3 separate regions of the Zea mays genome follow, and regions 1 and 3 are each linked to region 2. A link is a contact called in public Hi-C data. All regions are on one chromosome and are shown on one strand. The core of a region is the stretch at or near the end of the contact, and the rest is flanking DNA. Distances in the headings are between cores, read along the strand shown.

Evidence for each region. A called contact is a pair of places that touch in the nucleus more often than the background predicts.
Region 1: a contact with region 2 is called in a Hi-C map of leaf, with 2.2 times the contacts expected there. The contact joins the promoter of LOC100279706 here to the promoter of LOC100281478 in region 2. A contact is called at or near these places in 7 of 25 Hi-C or Micro-C datasets (bundle sheath, endosperm, leaf and 1 more).
Region 3: a Hi-C map of leaf shows a contact between it and region 2, with 5 times the contacts expected there. The contact joins the promoter of LOC100280597 here to the promoter of LOC100281478 in region 2. A contact is called at or near these places in 4 of 25 Hi-C or Micro-C datasets (ear, leaf and tassel).

Annotation. Positions count from the first base shown.
Region 1 is chr2:210,555,784-210,560,496 of Zm-B73-REFERENCE-NAM-5.0, reverse strand. LOC100279706 reads right to left here and starts at 1,293. Exons shown (of 7, transcript NM_001152666.2): 1 at 509-1,293; 2 at 176-286; 3 at 1-77. The coding sequence starts at 1,283. LOC100273195 (Eukaryotic aspartyl protease family protein) reads left to right here and starts at 4,156. Exons shown (of 1, transcript NM_001147639.1): 1 at 4,156-4,713. The coding sequence starts at 4,178.
Region 2 is chr2:210,395,137-210,400,004 of Zm-B73-REFERENCE-NAM-5.0, reverse strand. It overlaps LOC100281478 (TBC domain containing protein), which reads right to left and starts at 2,903. Exons shown (of 11, transcript NM_001154396.2): 1 at 2,334-2,903; 2 at 1,613-1,708; 3 at 1,413-1,516; 4 at 648-907; 5 at 434-556; 6 at 263-351; 7 at 29-134. The coding sequence starts at 2,435.
Region 3 is chr2:210,248,378-210,253,165 of Zm-B73-REFERENCE-NAM-5.0, reverse strand. It overlaps LOC100280597 (60S ribosomal protein L44), which reads right to left and starts at 2,267. Exons shown (of 4, transcript NM_001153516.2): 1 at 2,141-2,267; 2 at 1,016-1,195; 3 at 795-869; 4 at 450-700. The coding sequence starts at 2,143. The coding sequence ends at 641. It overlaps LOC111591013 (small nucleolar RNA R66), which reads right to left and starts at 1,644; the gene lies at 1,573-1,644. It overlaps LOC100284743, which reads right to left. Exons shown (of 6, transcript NM_001157638.2): 6 at 4,501-4,788.

The DNA.
Region 1 (4,713 bases), core at 44-2,543, 160 kb before region 2:
TAAACTAGCATCTTCAATTCTCCATGACCTGAGTATTTCATCCACATTCTGGGGCTCCTCCGTCAAGTCCATTTTCCCTGATTGTGCATCCCCCCATAGTTACATGAGATTGGAACAAAGTATTTGTTTCCCCTTTTTCTTTTTCTTTTTTTTGTTATAAAAATAATGAGCTTACTTTTTTGTTTCCTCCAGACGCTTAGCAGCCAGAAAAGCAAGCGTGTACAGAGGATTGCCGAAGCGTAAGCTGTTGCAACGATGACGAACGCACGGTCTTTCTTCTTCCCAGCTGGACATGATACACGAAATGATCAGGGATGTGATTTGACAACTTCGCAAGAACTTTGCAGTGCCGATATGCACTAGTTCAGATTGATTAGCTCTACTTCGGGGAGGCAGCTGAATTCTTGGTTGCAGAATAACAAACATAACGCGACCTTCAGGTTCGTAATGCTAGAAGGAAACTTGTTTTCTTCTTCTTCTAGATTGACGTGCTTAGGCAGGAACTTACGCAGGGACAGCATCTTGCTGTTGCCAGTGACGTTGAAGAACTGCAGATCCATCTCATACCGCAGGGTGCACCGCGCCCCGAAGACTGCCGCGCCCATCTTGCCGCCGCCGACCTTCCGTCGCCGCTCTGCCATGGCGCCATCGAGGCAGGCCCGGCAGTGGTCCGGCGGCATGTCCAGCGTGCACTGCGCCAGCGCGTACACCGCCCGGTCCCTGCCCCCCGACGACGACCACGGCGCTTCGCCGACGGCCCACCTGCCCGGTCGCCCCGCCGCCGCGTCAGCGAGCGCGCTCAGCAGCTCCGTGACCCGCTGGTCGAACCGCGCGGCCACGGCGAGCGGCACGGGGCCTGGGTTCGTGACGTCGACCCATTCCGGCGCGTTGCTGAAGTCGGCGAGGAAGTCCCTGTCGGAGAAACGGAGCTGGTACAGCTCGGAGTAGACGGCCACGTCCCTGTGGAGCGCGCAACGCGAGCGGCCGTCCCCGTCGGTGATGGCGGCAAGGGCGTCCCGGAGGCGCCTGGCGCAGTCAGCACCCGCTGTGTCCGCCCGGCAGAGCACGGCGCCGTAGACCTTGTCGGGGCCCTCCCCTGCAGCGCCGGTGGACGAGTGCAGCCTCGCGGCGTCCCCGGTCAGTGCGCCGGCTACCGACCTCAGACTGGACTTGTATGTGCTGTTTCGCTCGTACGTGGCATCGCTGCAGATGGTCTGTTCACCGGCCGTCGGCGCCGGCGTGGTGGAGAGGAGAAGAATTGCGAGCGCTAGAAGATTTGACATAGACCACTATGCAAGTCTACATGCATATCGTAGGCCAATTATTCGCCTCGTATTCCAGGCCAAACGGGCGGAACGGGTCTGTCACGGCACAGCCGCACAGCCCGTTCGGCCGGACTAGCAATCGGGCCGTGGTGGATCAGCCCAAGTGCCGCTGCCGTGACTCAGGAATGATATGCCAGTCTGATAACCGTCTTGGGTCGGTCCGTTAGTCCGTCAGCTTACCGAACCTGACAAAAAAACACCATGATTTTTTTTATAATAGAAAATAAATTTTAGTCTTTTACACTTTCATGCATAGTTACAAGTAAAAGAAACAACTCCACATACAACTATGAGAAAATAAAAAAACATCTATTTGGAACCATAAACAAATTAAGCAGCTATAATTCTAACATTGGATCGCCATTTATGGTTTGTGAAGATCTTTATGGCCACCGGTTCTAAGGATTGATAGATATTGAGAGGTTTTAGGTATGATTATTTCTTCTGCAGCAGTCTCTAATTAAATTCGAAGCTAATGCATTCGTCTGAAATAACTTGTAGAATTGACGTATTGGTTTGTGATTAAAAACAACGTTATTGTGGCAAAGCAAATGGACCAAAATATTGTTGTGACTCCAATAAAAAGTTTCTTTTTTTGTGCACTTTCTTTGTTGAATTTTTAAGCCCCCGTAATAAATATGATTTATACTAAGGGTCCGTCTGTATGAAAATAAAGAAAATGATTCTTCATGTATTTAATAATCAAAGAAAAGATGCCGTCATCATGCCCTCGTGGATGGTGCCGAGGTCAGAGATGGCCGTCATAGGCTTCACTGCAACAGCCCTCAGGCGCCGGAATGCCTCGTAAGCCACCACTATCTCCGCCCCGCCGTCGCGCCAGCGCCGGCACGAGAACGGCAGCCCGTTGCGGCGTGCGCGCTGCCCCATGGAGATAGCCGACAACCGTTCCGACAGGTCGACAAGGTGCATGGCGTACATGGTGAGCACCGTGAGCTTGCTCCGCCGCGTGCCGCGGGAAGCCTCCATCTGTCCATCAGAATACCAGATTGTCGTCCTAGCTCGCTGTCGTGCTTGACTGCTTGTACGACGCCGCGCCGCGCCGGCTTGTACACCGCGGTGAAGGCCGGGTGGCCTTGATCAAGGTAGTTGTGAGCGCCATGAGCACGAGGAAGGGAACCCCTCCTCGTTGAGCACCTTGTGGAGTTGTGGTCGCGGCCGATGTTGAGCACTATGAGCTCCACGAGATCCGGTAACTCCTATATTATACTCTCCAATGTCATCTAAATATATAAAACGTTTATACATCTTCTCTATACAGAGACTCATCTTCTCTATCGATTTTTACACTTCAAATAAGAGATTAAACAAAACTAAAATGAAAAAAAATCCATGTAACCCCTTAGAGGGTAGTCTAATTCATTCTCTCATTTTTAAAACTAGTTGTTTAACCCCTAACTTTATAGAACCAAATAAATAATCACTGAACAGTTTTAGTGAGTGCTTTTGCTGATGTAGCATTACCATCGTGGCTGTAACTGATGCTAGTGGTATGTTAGCCACCAATTTAGCAATGCCACATAGCACCCATTTTGTCTATTTCAGCTATGTGATCTATCAGTATCTAAAGTTTATATAATTTTGCACGCTTGCACACAGGGCCCGGTCTAGCCATGTGCGAGTCGTGCGCTCGCACAGGGTCTCCAAAAATTGAGGGTCATAAAGCTTAGCAGATCTATTATAGTTTTGTGATTTTCTACAACACATGTTAATATATGTAGCACCTGTTTTCCTCCTTACCATATCACTGCGCTGAAGCAGAACTATCGAGCGCTTCACAAAGAATGAATCTTCATGGGATCTTAACATGTCTGTCCGCATGAACGAAGTTCTCTAAATTAAAGTTACTAAATTCATATTTATGTTCTACTACGACATATAAATGACACAAAAGACGTAATATTTAGCCACAATAGCTCTCGAGAGTGAAGCTTTGGAGAAGATCGAATATACGCGTATTATACAAGATTTTCTTTAAAACACACCAAAAGAACGATGTTATTCAAATAAAATAGATATGTTTCTTTAGATATTATATTACAATATATATTACTGTAACTTGCAGATTGTTATTAATGATTTTTAATAAAAATATAGATTACGCTGTTTTAGATTTGGCACAGAGTCTCAAATTTCTCTGGTCCAACCTTGCTTGCACCTAACGGGACCAAGATAGTGAAAAAGAGGATTTGGAACTAACGGATCAAAAAATTTGCTTCAATGATTACATCTACTGGCTGTTTGTATAATAGTTGTTGCAGTATTTCAGGTGCGGCCATAATTCACGTCCTCATCGACTGTACGTTCAAATTCGGGAATGGTGGAGAATTGCGTCTGCGTCCTGATGCTGTCCCTGGTTGGTTCATCTACACGTGTACAGAGCTTTCTTCTTCCAGGACGGCGTCCGTCCTGGCTTGCCATGGTCGGTTGTGTTGTGAACGCACACGGCACACCTGAGTACTTTGCGAGCACTCGTTCAGGCATGACCTTTTTGACGTCCATGCATGGAGACCAAATACCACACCTAATCGGCTAATCCATTTGAAATTCGACGCCCATGAAACCGTAGACGCCACCGTGTTGATGTTGAGATGAGAGTGACAACGATGGCAGGACAACATAAGCCGGGTCGCAAAACTTCTTCGGCTGTTTCCAGGCAATTCGTTCACCAAATAATACCGGCCATGTGCTCCGACCAGGTCAACATCACCATCGTGTTAGAGAGAGCTAGCCGCCACGACGCAGAGCATGATCTCACTAGCTTATATAAACGCGAGCGATCCAACGCCATTCTTGTATACTCCTGCGGCTTCCAGCTTGCTTTCCATCGTTCGATGTCACCGCCGACGCAGATGGCTTCCCTCGCCGTTCTCGTTTGCCTCGTCTGCGCAGCGCTCGCCTCCGATGCGGCGGCCGTCCGCGTGGAGCTCACGCGCGTACACGCCGACCCCAGCGTGACCGCGTCCCAGTTCGTCCGCGCCGCCCTGCACCGCGACATGCACCGGCACAACGCCAGGAAGCTAGCCGCGTCGTCGTCTGACGGCACGGTGTCCGCGCCGGTCTCGCCCACCACCGTCCCCGGTGAGTTCCTGATGACGCTGGCCATCGGCACGCCGCCGCTGCCGTTCCTGGCCATCGCCGACACGGGCAGCGACCTCATCTGGACGCAGTGCGCGCCCTGCAGCCGCCAGTGCTTCCAGCAGCCGACGCCGCTGTACAACCCGTCCAGCTCCACCACGTTCAGCGCGCTCCCGTGCAACAGCTCGCTGGGCCTATGCGCGCCGGCGTGCGCGTGCATGTACAACATGACGTACGGCAGCGGGTGGACGTACGTCTTCCAGGGGACCGAGACGTTCACGTTCGGGTCGTC
Region 2 (4,868 bases), core at 1,654-4,153:
TGGACAAATTTGTGCAACCCATATTTACCTAGGTGGTCATGTAGCTTGGGGTCAAGAACCTGAATAATAGACGCAAGGTGTTGAAGTTGGTTGGCAACTCCCACAGATTGATCTGTGCATCTGAAATTTCCTCGCTAAATTTCAATCATCGAAGTGATCAGAATGTTGTCAAACATGAAAGAAAGCAAATTAGGTGTCTCGCAACAGTACCAATGTATGTTTTTGTATTTTTATAAGAAAAATTACAAAACACAAGACATACCAATCTACGCATCAATTTCTCAAAGCACCAAAATGCATCTGCTTCATCGTTTAGTAGAACTATCATTGGTGAGCACAAATCACTCATTCCTGTATTAAGCATAAGCAATAATAACCTGTAAGGTTATTTGGACTCTGAATGAGTTTTCTCTGCATGTCTGATGTTGCTAACCTTGGCAGTAACCAACATCTTTGTCAATCCATGCATACACGGCTAGAATATCCCATAATTTGGAAAGGTTTTCTTTGTTCTCATAGAATACCATGGTGCGATCAGTCCGTAGGACGTCAAGCCCTATATTGATATTCAAAAGTCAATAAAAATATAGGGAGAAAACATAAAACAATCCAAGGAAATAGAGAAAAAGAATAATGTTAAAGCATACCAATTTGATGTAATGTCAGCTTCCACTCGATAATTTGCTTATCGGTAATGCGTTCTGCAGATTCATCAACTTCATTTCCATTTATGCTGGTAGTTGGAGCATCTCCTGAAGTGTTCGTGTCAGAAGTAGCCTCAAGTAAAACCAGAGGATCCTTAATAGGTCTGCCATCCTCAGTGATAAGTGGTGCTGTGATAACTTTACCACTACCAACATGAGAATCCATCTGTCGACAATCTTCCTTCCATCTGGCATACTGTATCCTGTGTAATTCATAAGGTAAAAAAATCAGGCTAAGTGAACTTGTTTTGTTGATAGTTCTTTATTTTTATAAATAAAAATCATAGGAATAAAATATTACAGATCGAAAGAAGATCTGCAATGCTAGGATCCTAGGACAATACAAGGGGAGGAACTGAAGAATTGATTTTTATGGTAACTGAGTATAAACTGAAGCTTGCCATCCCAAAAAGGGGGAAGAAAACTTGATACACTCCTGATGGCGCCAAAAAAGATTCTTTGTCTGTGCCATAGGGTTCACACTAACTTTTCTTGGTAGAAATAATTGTCTTTGTAAGAGAAAACAGGAAAAGAAAATGATGATCCAATATGGAATAACTAGCTGAAAAGAGCAAATGTTTAATTGGTGAATCAACAGGCATTACTCTCAATCTTTACATTTAAGAGAGTAAATACTTACAAATCTGCTAATGAGAAAAAAATACCTAACAAACAGTAAATGCATGTATATTTTGCTAAAGTACCTACCTCCGTATTTGCCTGATCTCTTCCCTTTCATCAAAGGTACTTCTGGGATCAAAACAGCCAAGTAAGAATTCCCAAACCTCTCCTCTGACTGTTGGATGGACACCCTAAAAAAGATCATATTGAATGGTATGTAACATTACTAAATGAACATAACACATATAAGAAACATCAAGAGCATATATGAAACTAAGGAATCTTACTCCTCTCTGTATCCTGCTTAGGACTGAGGCAATATCAAGACAGCCATCAGGACTAAATGCAGCCTGCCATTTCCGAGCACTTAATGTTTTGCCAGCCTGAAATGAAGTAGATAAGATATAGTCGATTGGAACAAGAAAGGATTGTGCTTTGTAGAGAAAAGAACAAGAGTGGCATCATGTCCTCAACAGAAGACGTAAAAATGCTATCAATATTGATACGGGAGTAAGTATGCTTGCACCAATTCTCTGTGTCTTCGATCTGACCTGATCGTAACTATTTCATAAACTGAGCAACTTGAATTCTGCAGCAGGATTTGATTATAAAAGAGTAATGAAGGAACTGAATGTATTGAGTGGCTTATCTATTTGGTGCTGATGAGGTTTGGAAAGGAAATGAGATATTGTTAAGACAAGGATGAAGATTGATGCTAGTAGTATTCCAAAAACATCCCTTCTTTATTAAACCAGCAATTTATATAGCAGAGCAAGATGTGTTGTTGCAGCAATGAACCGATAGTTTCTCCATCTTTCCAGCTACACGATACTCATTTGTAAATTTTGTTTATGTTTCCTTGATCACACCAATACTACAGGGCCCAAAGGAAAATGTATAGAGTGGCCAAATTGCGATACCATCAAACACAATCACACCACAATCAAAATTAATGGATACAGAATGAAACAAAAGACAGACAGACATACGAAGGTAGAAAACCCAGACCTTAATCTTGAACTTGCTCTTGGGCACACCGTCCGTGCAATCTGACCGGACCTCGTAGTAGGAATCCGCGGGCGTGCCGCTGCTGAGCCCCCACTTGATCATCCTCGAGCTCAATCAACGACGGCACGCCACCAGGCCAACAGGTCAAATCCAATCAAGACGCTCTAAATGACAGCAACACCTTCGCGTTCGTTGAAGCACCCAGCGAGGCTTCCAACAACCGTTTGACCTTCCAGGACTAATCCAAGAAACGCCTAGATCAATCAAAAGAACGAGCCGGATCACGCGCAATGGAGCAGGAGCGGAGCCAATCCCTCCTCGAACCTGCCTTCCTGCCTGCCTGCCTCCCTCCTGAACCGAAGGATGGGAGTTGGGACCGCAGGAGGAGGAGGAGGGGAGGTTAAGGGGGGGATGTGGTCGGGGCGAACCGGGGAGGCCGGGTGGGATAAATTAGGAGGAGGTCGGGAGCGACGGGAATGGAGGACGATCGGTGCCAAGCTGCCGCCAGGCTCCAGCTCGCCGGCTTCCCCGGGCATTCTTTGCCCCGTCTTGGACGGTACGAGACGAGTAGGGTTGGTCGAAAATGGACAGCTTCACTCCAAGTCTCCAACGTTAATGGATGAGCACGCGTTGCTATCTATAGACTATGGTCCGAACACATGGTTACATGTGTTAAAATTTAGGAACAATTGGATCTATACCATTAAAAGATCCAAACTTTAGATATATACCATGGACCCCACATGTCATTGACTCATGTGGACCCACATGTAAGTGAGATAGTAATGGTATGGATCCAAAGTGGTGATCTTTTAATGGTATGGATCCAAATTTCCCTAAAATTACGTGATTCCAGTTTTAAGTGTTTACGTGATTCCAGTTTTAAGTGTTTGCATGTATTTACGACGGTGTTAAATCTATACCACTGTATAATCCATAAATTTAAACTTTATAAAATACATCCAACCAAATCAACACACGCTCATAACATCCACTAAATCCACCAGATAAATTATACTCAAATTTAACACACAATTAAAACCGACAGTTCAAATCACTAGATAACACGTCTCCCTTGCACAAATCTAATAGACAATATAATTTTGATCATTTCTCAATTCTCATCTCTTATAATTTTTTATTTGAAAACCTTCTCATCAACTCTTAACTCTCCACGTATATTCCTTTTTGAAGCACCTCATTCCCACCAAAATACTTATCCAAGATACATTCCCGCCAAAATACTTTTTGCCAGAATTCTCGGTCCTAGCAATTACATCATCTCTTGCTTTGCATAGTAAGTATGTTTAGCGCGTTGATATTCAAGTACTATGCAATTACAATTGGTGCTAGAAATCTATAATTGCATGTGTCTTTAGCATCTCATGCCAAGTTTTGAACAAAGAGACGAGGACAACCGACTTGGCCTTCAATCTCATGGAACCGACGAGAACACCTCTGTCCTACATGCAAAAAAAAAAAAGTACGCTTCTCCGCTAACACTTGCCCAGGTGAGACGAATATCCATAGTAAAGACCAGGGCTGAACAAAATACTCGTGGCTCGATAACTCGCTCGACTCGGCTCGTTTTAATTTTATAGCGAACCAAGCTAGCATTCTAGCTCGGTTCTCTAATGAATCAGCTCGGATTAGCTCGTGAACTAGCTCGCGAGGCACAACACTAGTTTATTTAGTCGTTGGTGTCATCTCATCTTTCATAGTCTTGTTTTCTCGTAGTTATGATTTGTGATATGGAGATGTGTGAATATGTCATGTGCTTAAATATTTGTATTATTGCATGGCTACATACCTACATTGTATATTTAATATTTGATTATTTGTTATCGTTTTGTGAACTTTGTTTCTAGAAGCATATGATGTTAGTGTTGTGCAATAAAATGTTTTATGTGTGTGGAATGGATGATAAATTGCTTTATAATGATGCTTGTTGCTATCTTATTATAATAAGGGTTTATAAATCTATAAGTTAATACATATTTGGTTATTTAATTTAATATTAAAAGTTAGAAGCGCTAGGACGATGATATGATAATAATACTATAAATGTTTTGGATTTGTAGTGTTAAACATTTAAAATATGATTTTTGATTATATATATATTTATGTACATAGATCTTTGTATTTAGTTGTGTAGCTCGCGAGCCTAACGAGCTGGCTCGAGCTTCCTAACGAGTCGAGCCGAGCCAACTGTTTAGCTCGTTACTATAACGAGTCGAGTCGAGCTGGCTCGTTACAATAACGAGCTATAACGAGCCGAGCCATAACGAGCCGAGCTGGCTTGATATCCACTCCTAGTAAAGACTAGTATAGTAGCCATGCTAATCCAATTGTATATTCTAAGGCCTCTTTTAGAACGCGGATTTTTTTTCGTTTTCTATGTTTTCCTTTAAAATGAACTAATTCTTATGAAATTTCTGATTCTTATAAAATTCTTGTGTTCCAAAGTGGCTTAAATGCAGTTCAATCCAATGCTTATCGTCTGATCATAAGTTCTTTTTTACATTTTAGCCCTTT
Region 3 (4,788 bases), core at 1,018-3,517, 150 kb after region 2:
AACGAGTAAAAAAAAGATGCCAAATGAAAATGTGAATCAGGAGGTGCGCTTCATTTTCAGCGACTCATTTGATCTGCAGCGTTAATGTGCTGGTGTCCGACCTCTCAGACACTTCGAGCTCGCTCTTCACCTATCTTAGTTCCAAAATTTAGTGTTTCCAGCACTAGACCCGAAGAAATCCGGCGGGTTGTTTGCTATAATGATGATATCCGAGTTGCTCATCTTTCTCTACTTCCCATGCGCTGCAGACGAGGAAAGACATAGCAAGATAGATGGATTACGCAAATTGATTAGGACATCATTACACAGAACTACATATGTCCATTCTACGGGATTCCATTCAGCAAGATACATTACATAATCCATCCTCGGTGTAAAAATGATCGAACTTTTTTGGCACAAGAACAGGCATAGGCAATGGCAGAACAAAATCAAACACAAAACAGATTCAAGCTACAAAACTTTCATTTAGCCAAAAGTCGACCAACACCCCAGAACAAATGTCAGGCATTGGAATTTGGATACATAGCATGGTCTGCTTTCATTGCTACATTAACATTGAAATTTGGCGACATGTTTTTATAACAGTAGTAGTAGACCCACAGCTTCAACTCAACAACCAGACAGGTGGACGAGAAGCTTAGAAAAGAGATGTGCCCTTGCCCTTCTTGTCTCCACCAATCTCAAAATGCTTGCATCTCTGTGACACAGGGAGTCAGCAAAGAGTGAGCTATAACCAATGGAGAAATGCTTTGTTCAGCAGCAAGTTTAGCACGGGAGAATCAAGACAGTACCTTGATGGCGTGCTGTGAGTAGTGCTTGCAGCTCTGGCACTGCAGCTTCAGAACAATCTTCTTGGTGGTCTTGGCCTGAAAGGTATAAATACAATCTCATTTGTCATATCCCACATTAATCACTGAACAGGCATTTAGAATTCGCAGATATTTTCAGACATTCATGCTAGCATCAAAACAGACAAAGGTATAAGTACAATCAAATAGATATGCTGCATTACCTTCTTGTGGAAGACAGGCTTGGTCTGACCACCATATCCTGACTGCTTGCGGTCATAACGGCGCTTTCCCTGGGCAGACAGGCTATCCTTGCCCTTCTTATACTGAGTCACCTTGTGGAGTGTGTGCTTCTTGCACTCTTTGTTCTTGCAGTACGTCTTCTTGGTCTTAGGAACGTTCACCTGTATAACATGTGAAACAAACTGCACATGTTAAAACAACATTTCATATCCATCTCTAGAGAGCAGTCAATTGAATAAAAAACACTTTCTATGAGGGTCAATTGAATAAAAACACTTTGTATATCTTGTTTGCACTCTAGAGAGCAGTTCACGTTTTCTATCTTCGACTAGCGAGAAACCAGGAATAAAAGATGGTTATATTTGGATAACCATTTAGATAAGCTGTTGGAGGGTATTTTTTCTATTCATATTAATTAGGAAGAATGTAGTCTCTTGGTGTTTGCTCTTAGTAGCTGAAGATCAAATCGTAAACAGATGCGTAGACAAGTTCAATATAAGTTGGGAAATGAAATTGAAACTCAAATCAGAACGTATAGGTCCTCAGAAGATTGTGTATAGTTTGTCATCATGAGAATAATCAGGTCTCAAAGATTCATGCCATCATAAGACCCAACAAAAGCATTACGCATTTGAACAAAAGATAACCAGGAATCACACCAAAGTTCAGGTACAATTGTGACAGTGCATCCAAGAGAACTTATAGAAAGTATAAGCAGCCATTGCAGCATCACATCAGTTCAACAAACAAAGTTATGCGCTGCACACCTCAAGTTTAACATAAATCCTCTAGACTGAATCTAAAAACAAAGAAATACAAGCACCGAGGATGGGTCCCACTAGGAATCGCATATTTCCTTGTGATGCAGCATGCTCCACAGATCTAACAACATATAGGGGCAACGCTACAAATCCAACTACCACACACAAGAAAAAATAACGGACGAAGAATCACAAGTATCTACATAAATAACAGCCACCGACCAAGTTAAACCCGAGAGAGCCATCACATCCAGAAATGGAAGTGAAAACAGTCATCTACTCCCACGCACCAATCTGAAAACCCTCATCTACTCAACAGAGAGAGACGGGGAAGAAGGCGGTTACCATCTTGGCGGCGGCGAAGGGGATTGTGCAGCGTTCTACCTGCTCCGGTGCTACCTATCCGGTTGAGAAGCTGCAGCAGGTGGCGGCGGCGGGGACACAAGAGCTGTGCTTTTATGGGAAGGCGCCCGCCGCAGTCTAGGGTTTTCTCCGGGAATCAATGCCGTGTTCTTCTCATGGGCCGTACGCCCAGGATGCTATTGGGCTGCACACTCGGTTCCGCTTCGACTCCCACCATGTCCCTGCGAAACCAGGCCAGCATGGCCCAGTTGGTATGCTGCAATTTTCCACGAAAAAAGTCACATGGTTCGGTTTCCGTTCGATACTCTTTTGACCATTCAAACAGTGTGAGACCAAAACATGAAATAACACTCCTGTATAAATATTTAAGGTCTTTTAAAACCAAACTTTTCCATATTTTAATATACTCACCAAGAGAGGCCGACCCAGCCCAACATTTAAGTAGAGGCCCAACAACTGAGCGGGGGTCTAAATAGAACCTTGATAACTACATTAAATATGATCAAAATATCCACTAAAACCAGAAAACTCAACACAACCGGGTCTGCCCCTGCTCAGCAATGGTGAAGTTGGAGGAATGTTCACCCAAACTTTCTAAGATTTGAAGAAAAACCCCACTGAATGGCCAGTTGAACCGACATACGTTGATCGTCTGCGCTAGAGATGGCAATGAGTAAATACCCACCGGGTATTACTACCCCATACCCATACCCACGACACAAAAACAACCCCACCGGGTCACCCATATACACCGGTGGGTATGAATTTACCCCCATACCCATACTCATGTGGGTATGGGTCACCCATCGGGTCACTCGTACCCACAAAATTAAATATCTATCAAAATTTTATACTATACAAATATCAAGTATATCCATATAAATACCATTACAAAATTTTCTAGCATCATTACAAATGGTCATTAAATTGTCGTTAAGCCTTCTATGACATTATGGTCTAAAAGGTTGTTAAATAGTAAAAAATATGGATGACTAAAGTTCAAGTTCATGCTTGGGCTAAGTTTATATTGGGTATTTTATACCCACAGGTTAACATGTATGGGTGAAGACGGAACGTTCTAATACCCGTTTACCCATTGGGTGAAGATTTTTGCCCAATAACAGACCCACGGGTAAAATATTTAGCTCACATATGTAGTAAATATCCCTAATGGAGTAAATATCCATCGGGTATCGGGTCGCGGGTACCCATTGCCATCTCTAGTCTGCGCCACCGTATCAGATCTTGTTCGGTTATTCCTACCTCATGTGGATTGAATAAGAATGGAAAAAAATATAAGAGATTTTGACTATTTTAGGATTTAAACCTACTCAATCTCATCCAATCCACATGTGAATTGAGAGCAAAACGAACAAGCCTCGGCTGATGTGTTTTGACTTTGGTTAAACCCAACCTAATATGCATGAACTTGGAAGAGAGCCCAGTAAACAAAAAAAATCAGACCACAGACACGATCCGGAGATTATCAAACAGGCATCCGTGAACGCACTAATCACGAGTTCACGTCGACACACGTTACATGTCCGTTAATTTTGCTGCGAAGACGGAAAAAAAACATTAGCTGACCATAGTACATAAGTTCCCAGACAAACAGCCAAAGAGGCTCTCATTTTTGCAGTTCTTGTTTCCTCGGGACACGGTATGTATAACCTCCTCTGAACTATACTATACTCGTAGCGGCAAGCACACCCTTGCAGCAATTAATAAATAAACTGTAAAACGGCTGAGCCGAGACTGGTTGAAGTCGCTGCAGCCGAACATGGCTGCACAGCAGCACAGGTGATAGCGACTTTGGACCTCAGGCAGACAAGGAAATAACTAACTTGTGAGTTGTGACGGGGTAGCATAAATTGACTCGTCGTGCAAATAACTCACAGATGTACAAATAACCAACTACAGGAACGGAGGAACCTGAACTGCTTGCACGCCTCAAGACGCATGCAAGCACGCCCTGTTTGTTTAGGCTTTTTCCAGCTTTTGGCCACCAAAAGCTGCTGCAGATCGCCAAACGCCCCAGCTTTTCAGCCAGCTTCTATAAGAATCTTTTGAAAAAAAACCATCCAAAATCAATATGAACACAAAATCAGTTGAATCGTCATGATAGTAGGAATTTATTGCTTTCTAGATCCTGAACCCTTTGGACCACTTCATCTTCCTCCGCACGTAATCCACACAATACTCAGATTCTCTCACAGCCAGATTCTTTCCACAGCTAGATTCTCAGAAAAACTGGTCAGAAAAAAGCTGAACCAAATAGGCCCGGGTGAGGAGAAAGAAGAGGTTCTGCACCGGCAGCAAGCCGCCACGCGCCAGCGCATGCCTTTGTCAGTTGGAATGGAGGGTATATTAACATGGATTTCCTATATACTCTGGCGAATGTTACAGACGGGGTGTTACATCACAGTCACACCTCGCGGTTTTCTTCCCATTTGACGACGCTCCCGCACGGCCGCACGCACGCGGGACCGTCACCTATGGCTATATTTACAAAGGGCATCTTGCCTGCTGCAGCCGGCCACCAGGAGGAAGAGGACGACGGGCATGCTCGGTCACTTCATGGCTCCGGCGGCTCGCACAGGGCAAGAGGATCGAAAGACACGACCCTGTCA